2 separate regions of the Lactuca sativa genome follow, and region 1 is linked to region 2. The links are chromatin contacts, called in public Hi-C maps. All regions are on one chromosome and are shown on one strand. The core of a region is the stretch at or near the end of the contact, and the rest is flanking DNA. Distances in the headings are between cores, read along the strand shown.

The links. A called contact is a pair of places that touch in the nucleus more often than the background predicts.
Region 1: a contact with region 2 is called in a Hi-C map of leaf, with 3 times the contacts expected there. The contact joins the promoter of LOC111901102 here to the promoter of LOC122194862 in region 2. A contact is called at or near these places in 2 of 4 Hi-C or Micro-C datasets (leaf and seed).

What each region holds. Positions count from the first base shown.
Region 1 is chr6:156,305,167-156,308,611 of Lsat_Salinas_v11, reverse strand. LOC111901102 (MND1-interacting protein 1) reads right to left here and starts at 1,669. Exons shown (of 3, transcript XM_042895919.2): 1 at 1,539-1,669; 2 at 61-1,434. The coding sequence starts at 1,631.
Region 2 is chr6:156,121,584-156,124,787 of Lsat_Salinas_v11, reverse strand. LOC122194862 (DNA-directed RNA polymerase subunit beta'-like) reads left to right here and starts at 1,393. Exons shown (of 1, transcript XM_042896147.2): 1 at 1,393-3,204. The coding sequence starts at 1,393. The coding sequence ends at 3,078. LOC128126902 (DNA-directed RNA polymerase subunit beta''-like) reads left to right here and starts at 3,180. Exons shown (of 1, transcript XM_052765068.1): 1 at 3,180-3,204. The coding sequence starts at 3,180.

The DNA.
Region 1 (3,445 bases), core at 420-2,919, 180 kb before region 2:
TACCATATATACATACAATAATGATAATATATAAAAAGAATAGAAAGAAAATCAAAATACCTCGGCTGTTTTTTTAGATGCTTCAACTTGAATCATTTCTTCTTCTATCTCCACGAGCTTCTGTTTCTCAGATGTAATATCTTCCTCCAACTTACCCTTTTGTTTCTCCCACGCTAAAATCTTCTTGAGATGCTTCTTCTCCCTTTTAGCAGACTCAACAATTGAAGTCACAGACTCAGAAGCACTCAACTTTGAAGCCATAATTTCAGCTTTAATTTCTAAATTCTCAATTTCAAGATAACTCATTAACATTAGTGCATGATCACATTCTGTATCTAATGCCCTCAAAGCCATCTCTGCATCAATGAGACTCTTCATGGTGGGGTGGTCAATATCAAGAGGTGACTTCTGCTTCTTAGTCCATTCGTTATCCTCCTTTTCCATTCTTAACTTCTTTAACTCATTGCGATCTTCACACAACCTTTTTGCTGCTTGCAATGCTTTCTCATCAGCCCACTTCTTTTTTTCATTGATGCGTGTATCAAGATCCTTGATTTCTTTCATTAAACTCATAAGTATCTCATCCTTGGGATTCAAATCATTGAATCTTTTCAAGATACTTTTGGTAGATGTTTGATTCTTCATACACAAACCTTCAAGACTTACCTTACTATGTTTTACATCTGCAACTAAAGAATCTCCATCCAAGCTTCTATACTCTGCAGCTAAAAAGTCTGCATTATCTTTTAAAAGGACAAGCATTGATGGAGTGGGCTCTGACCAATTTGGATGTGGATCATCCATTTGTGTATTAACACCATCGCCATCATCATTAGAGATTTTTGATGAACTTACACGAATTGTATGAAGGTCAGAAACGAGTAACCAACACATGGCATCCCTTCTGCTCATAAATGGATAACTTTTCCTCAACCAACATAATAAAGAAATGAGTGTAGCTTCTCTCAACAACTTCAAATTAGCAAACACTTTCTCGGTGCTAACAAATTTATCATTGCATCCACTATCGGCAGTACTCAAATATATTTGGGCATTATGCAAAATGTTAGTCAATGGGTCCATTTTCCCATGACAATGTCCATTCCTCAATATAGCTTCTAAAACAGCATGCTCATCATAGCCTGATGAAACAAGCTGGGAAATAGCCTTGATGTACAAAAGCTCTATTTTTTTCAAAATAGAGTCTTCAAGTTGCTCATATGTATAATGATCCAACGTTTCATCATCAAAATTAGGGTTTAAATTAGGGGTTTGTGCCGATTTGTTAAACCCCAATTGAAAACCCATCGGATTTAAAGAAGAATCAGGATCACTACCTGATGGTGTAACCAATGCTTTGGGACTAGGTTCCGGAGGCTGAGACATCCGATTGGGGTGAACACGTCGTGCTTTAATACCAGTGCTCATTAGCTCCTACAAAAACACATCGAAATTTATACAATCATTTCATTTTCATCAACAAAATCATATAGCTATTTGATCTAACCATACAGAAGATATCGATTATGCAAACTTACAAGTGTATTTCGATGTTTGAAAGCGGAAGTTCGATGATTCAAGAGAAGAGAGAGCATGCAGAATGGTTCGTAACGGATGCAATAAGGAAGCATGAAACGAGTGGAATTATTTTGAACATATATGAAGATTAATTCTTTTTTACAGAGTAAAAGTTTAAGTAATTAAATTACTCTTGTTATGGGAAGTAGCAACATACTCAATAAACATTGTATGTTTTCTGAATTTAGCAAATTTGACCTTGAGAAAGTAAAGCCTGATAAGGCCAATTGTATTTATTAGCCAATTAATGATCCTAATGTAATAATGGGTCATAGTATGTGATATTTATAAAATTACTATACTATGGATTTTGAAAATCATACTTTGGATTTTGAAATTAATAAAAAGTTTCTCTTTCTTACTTTTTTGATGTAATAATCGTTCATAGTATGTGATATTTATAAAATTACCATACTATGGATTCTGAAAATCATACTATCGATTTTGAAATTAATAAAAGCTTTCTTTTTCTTGCTTTTTTGTTTGTCATAAATAACTCGTCATTGATATTAATAAAAGGTTTTGATTATATTTTTTTTTTTCGAAAAAATAACTTTCTATTTCTTACATTTTTGTGTTCTCTCTCTCTCTCTCTCTCTCTCTCTCTCTATATATATATATATATATATATATATATATATATATATATATATATATATATATAGGACTAGGTTAAAGTGTTTTTTACATCTATTGTGTGCTAGAATGCACCAATAGAAATTTACTAAAATTATATTATTATGTAATTAAATAATGATAGATATTAAATGGTTTCCATAATTGTATGTATATTAAATGATATCCATAATTATAATTTTCTCTTTATGGAAATTAATTAAATTCGTCATTAATGTCAGCAATAACATTCTTTCAGAATGAATTCGTATCTAGGTTTTTATGTTAGCAATAACATTATTTCAGGACCCACTCACTTAAAATACAATAAAGTTGTATGGAATATGAAGAATGAGGGTGTATTCTAGTAGAATATACTCTCGTTCTCCTAGAATACACTCTTATTATTTTATATATGAATTCATTTTGAAAGAATATTATTATTAACATTAATGACGAATTAAATTAGTTTCCATAAAAAAGAATTATAAATATGGATATCATTTAATATCCATTTAATGTTTACTCAATTCTTATTGGTGCATTCTAGCACACAATAGATGTGAGAAACATTTAAACCTACCTCTCTCTCTCTCTCTCTCTATATATATATATATATATATATATATATATATATTCTAAAACAAAAAAAAGTGTAAACAAATTGACATATCTAAAACTGAAAAAAAATATAAATAGAAAATAAGTTTTTGAAAATTTCTTTTGTTCAAATCATTAATTTTTTTTTCAAACTTTATTATTGTTTTGCAATATTCAATTAAATTTTACTAACTCTATTATTTTCTAAATTTTCTTTTAAAGCTTCTTACAAGATAAATGGTTATGAATACCAAAATTTAGAAAAAAAACATAAAAAAGTAAATGTCTTGAAATTGTTTTTTTTAAAAAACAAATTCTAAACTAAAAAAATAAAAACAATTTTTTTTTGGAAAAGATAAACAATTCAGTAGAAAACTTCACCATAACTTTAAATAAAAAAACATAACATTATATAAAAAAACATATTAAAACATGTTTTTCATTTAATGTGTTTTAAAAAAACATGTTTGTATTTTTAGAAACCCAAAATTTTAATGTTAACAAACACATATATTAATAAAAATATTATAAAAATAAATTTACGAGACATATTTGTAAAATAAAATAATAATAACCATAAAATAATAAATTTGAATATATCATTTCAAAAAGAAAATATTAAAATTTTTATTAACAAATTTTTCATATCGAT
Region 2 (3,204 bases), core at 144-2,643:
CAATATCTATTTCATTTTTTTAATCATATGATAAAATTTTGTGTAACTTCTGTTACAGAGACTATAAACATTTTCAAAAGAATGAATGTTGGCTCTGTTGACCTAGGAGATTTTCTTGGTATTATTTACTCCTTATTTTTTTTCAATTATTTCCAACTTTATTCTTTCAGGCCAGAGGCACAATCTTTTCTGCAACAGATTGTGTTTGCACTTTATGTGTATTAGACCTCTTTATGACTTGATATTTCTTATTTAAAATTCCAATGCATTAATTTTATGGAGAATTTGGAAATTTCTTCTATTTATGTGTCAACAAGAGATGCAACTAATTAATAAGTTTCATGTTTTTTAAGATATGGTATTGGCATTGACCATGTACAAAAACCTCATTTTAAAACCCATTAAATGATATTTATCTGAATTTTTGTAGGAGTTTAGGTTGAACCCAAAAGCCTTTAGCTAGCTTTGTTCCATTGCAGGAACCTTTGAGACATGCATCTCCAGTAGCTGAAGTTTTCTTCTACAAACCGTGGGTATTATTGTCTTTACCACAACAATCCTATTGTATACCTTTTTTTATATATTTCTTAGGGTAGTTTTTACAGGAAAAAATGTTTTTGAACATGCTTTTCCTCATAAAATGTACACTTATTTCAAGTTGACGTGGTGCTAATGTTACAACCATATGTAAAAATATCATTTCATTTATATATAATAAATAAATCAGTTTATGGATTTTTATCATCTTTTGGTCATCCCAATTATCTAATTGGCCTACTCATCCCCCAATAAATTATTACTTAAAGAAACCAATAATTCCTCATTTTAGTTATATCTTTTTTTAAAATACTATTTTAGAAATCTTTATTTTTAGTTTTTCCTATAATTTGTTTTTCATTTTATGTTCATGTTTGTTTCTTATATCACCTTGCTTTTTGATTTTAAATAAAAAAATGATATTATCATATATAATTGTCTTTCTTTTTCATTTTATTTACAAAATGATGATTTTATTATTGATCTTGACTTAAAAGAATATTGTTGAAGTTTTGAATCCAATTTACATTTTAGTTAAAAATAACGATGATTGACGTATGAACAAAACATCCAATGTTGTTTAATGTTGTATACAAATATTTGTATGCAAATTTATGATTAATGATTATTATTTTTATAGTTTTTATGTTACATTCCTTATTCATTAGGACTTGGAATATTCAATAGTATTTTTCTTTCTCAATTGTGATTTCCACCAAGCTTTGATCATGAGAATCTTTATAGATCTTTAGATTTTAAAAGAAATAACTTCTTAAAGAACATTCACGTTGCAATTCAATTCTATGTTAACTCCTTTCTTTTTCTTTTTTTGGTATACCTACTTGAGCCGGATGAAAGGAAACTTTCACGTCCGATTTTGAGGGGGGGAGATCCTATCCCAATTTTTATTTTGCTAGGCCCATAGATAAAAAACCTACTTTTTTACGATTACGGGGTTTATTAGAATATGAAATTCAACCCTGGAAATACAGGATCCCCATTTTTTTTACTACCCGGAGCTTCGATACATTTCGAAATCGAGAGATGTCTACCGGGGGAGGTTCTATCAGACAACAATTAGCCAATCTAGATTTACGAATTATTATAGACTATTCATTGGTAGAATGGAAAGAATTGGAGGAAGAGGAACCCACAGGGAACGAATGGGAAGATCGAAAAGTTGGAAGAAGAAAAGATTTTTTGCTTAGACGCATGGAATTGGCTAAGCATTTTATTCGAACAAATATAGAACCAAAATGGATGGTTTTGCGTCTATTACCAGTTCTTCCTCCTGAGTTGAGACCAATCTATCATATAGATGAGGATAAACTAGTGACCTCGGATATTAATGAAATCTATAGAAGAATTATCTATCGGAATAATACTCTTACAGATCTATTAACAACAAGTATAGCTACGCCAGAAGAATTAATAATATCTCAGGAAAAATTGCTACAAGAAGCCGTGGATGCACTTCTTGATAATGGAATCTGCGGACAACCAATGAGGGATGATCATAATAGAGTTTACAAGTCGCTTTCAGATGTAATTGAAGGCAAAGAAGGAAGAGTTCGCGAGACTCTGCTTGGTAAACGGGTCGATTATTCAGGGCGGTCCGTGATTGTCGTGGGCCCTTCACTTTCATTACATCGATGTGGATTGCCTCGCGAAATAGCAATAGAACTTTTCCAGGCATTTGTAATTCGTGACCTAATTAGAAAACATCTTGCTTCGAACATAGGAGTTGCTAAGAGTCAAATTCGGAAAAAAAAACCGATTGTATGGGAAATACTTCAGGAAATTCTGGATGACCATCCTGTATTGCTGAATAGAGCGCCTACTCTGCATAGATTAGGCATACAGGCATTCCTCCCCGTTTTAGTGGAAGGGCGCGCTATTTGTTTACATCCATTAGTTTGTAAGGGCTTCAATGCAGACTTTGACGGGGATCAAATGGCTGTTCATGTGCCTTTATCTTTGGAGGCTCAAGCAGAGGCGCGTTTACTTATGTTTTCTCATATGAATCTTTTGTCTCCAACTATTGGGGATCCGATTTCGGCACCAACTCAAGATATGCTTAGTGGACTCTATGTCTTAACGAGTGGAAATCGTCGGGGTATTTGTGTAAATAGGTATAATCCATGTAATCGTAGAAACTATCAAAATGAAGATAATAACTATAAGTATACAAAAAAAAAAGAACCCTTTTTTTGTAATCCCTATGATGCAATTGGAGCTTATCGGCAAAAACGAATCAATTTAGGTAGTCCTTTGTGGCTGCGGTGGCGACTAGATCAACGCGTTATTGCTGCAAGAGAAGTTCCCATCGAAATTCACTATGAATCTGTGGGGACCTATTATGAGATTTATGGACACTATCTAATAGTACGAAGTATAAAAAAAGAAATTCTTTATATATATATTCGAACCACTCTTGGTCATATTTCCCTTTATCGAGAAATAGAAGAAGCCATACAGGGGTTTTGGCAGGGCTGTTGTAATTCTATGCTACCAACGGGAATTCGAGTCTCTCCGGGTTAACTAGGACCATAAGTGCAGAATTTCTACGTGAATCAAGATCTAGAAAAGGAAGTTTTCCAATCACTGACTCAAGCCCATTGTAAAATTCTACTCAGCGCAATATGGAGGTACTGATGGCAGAACGGC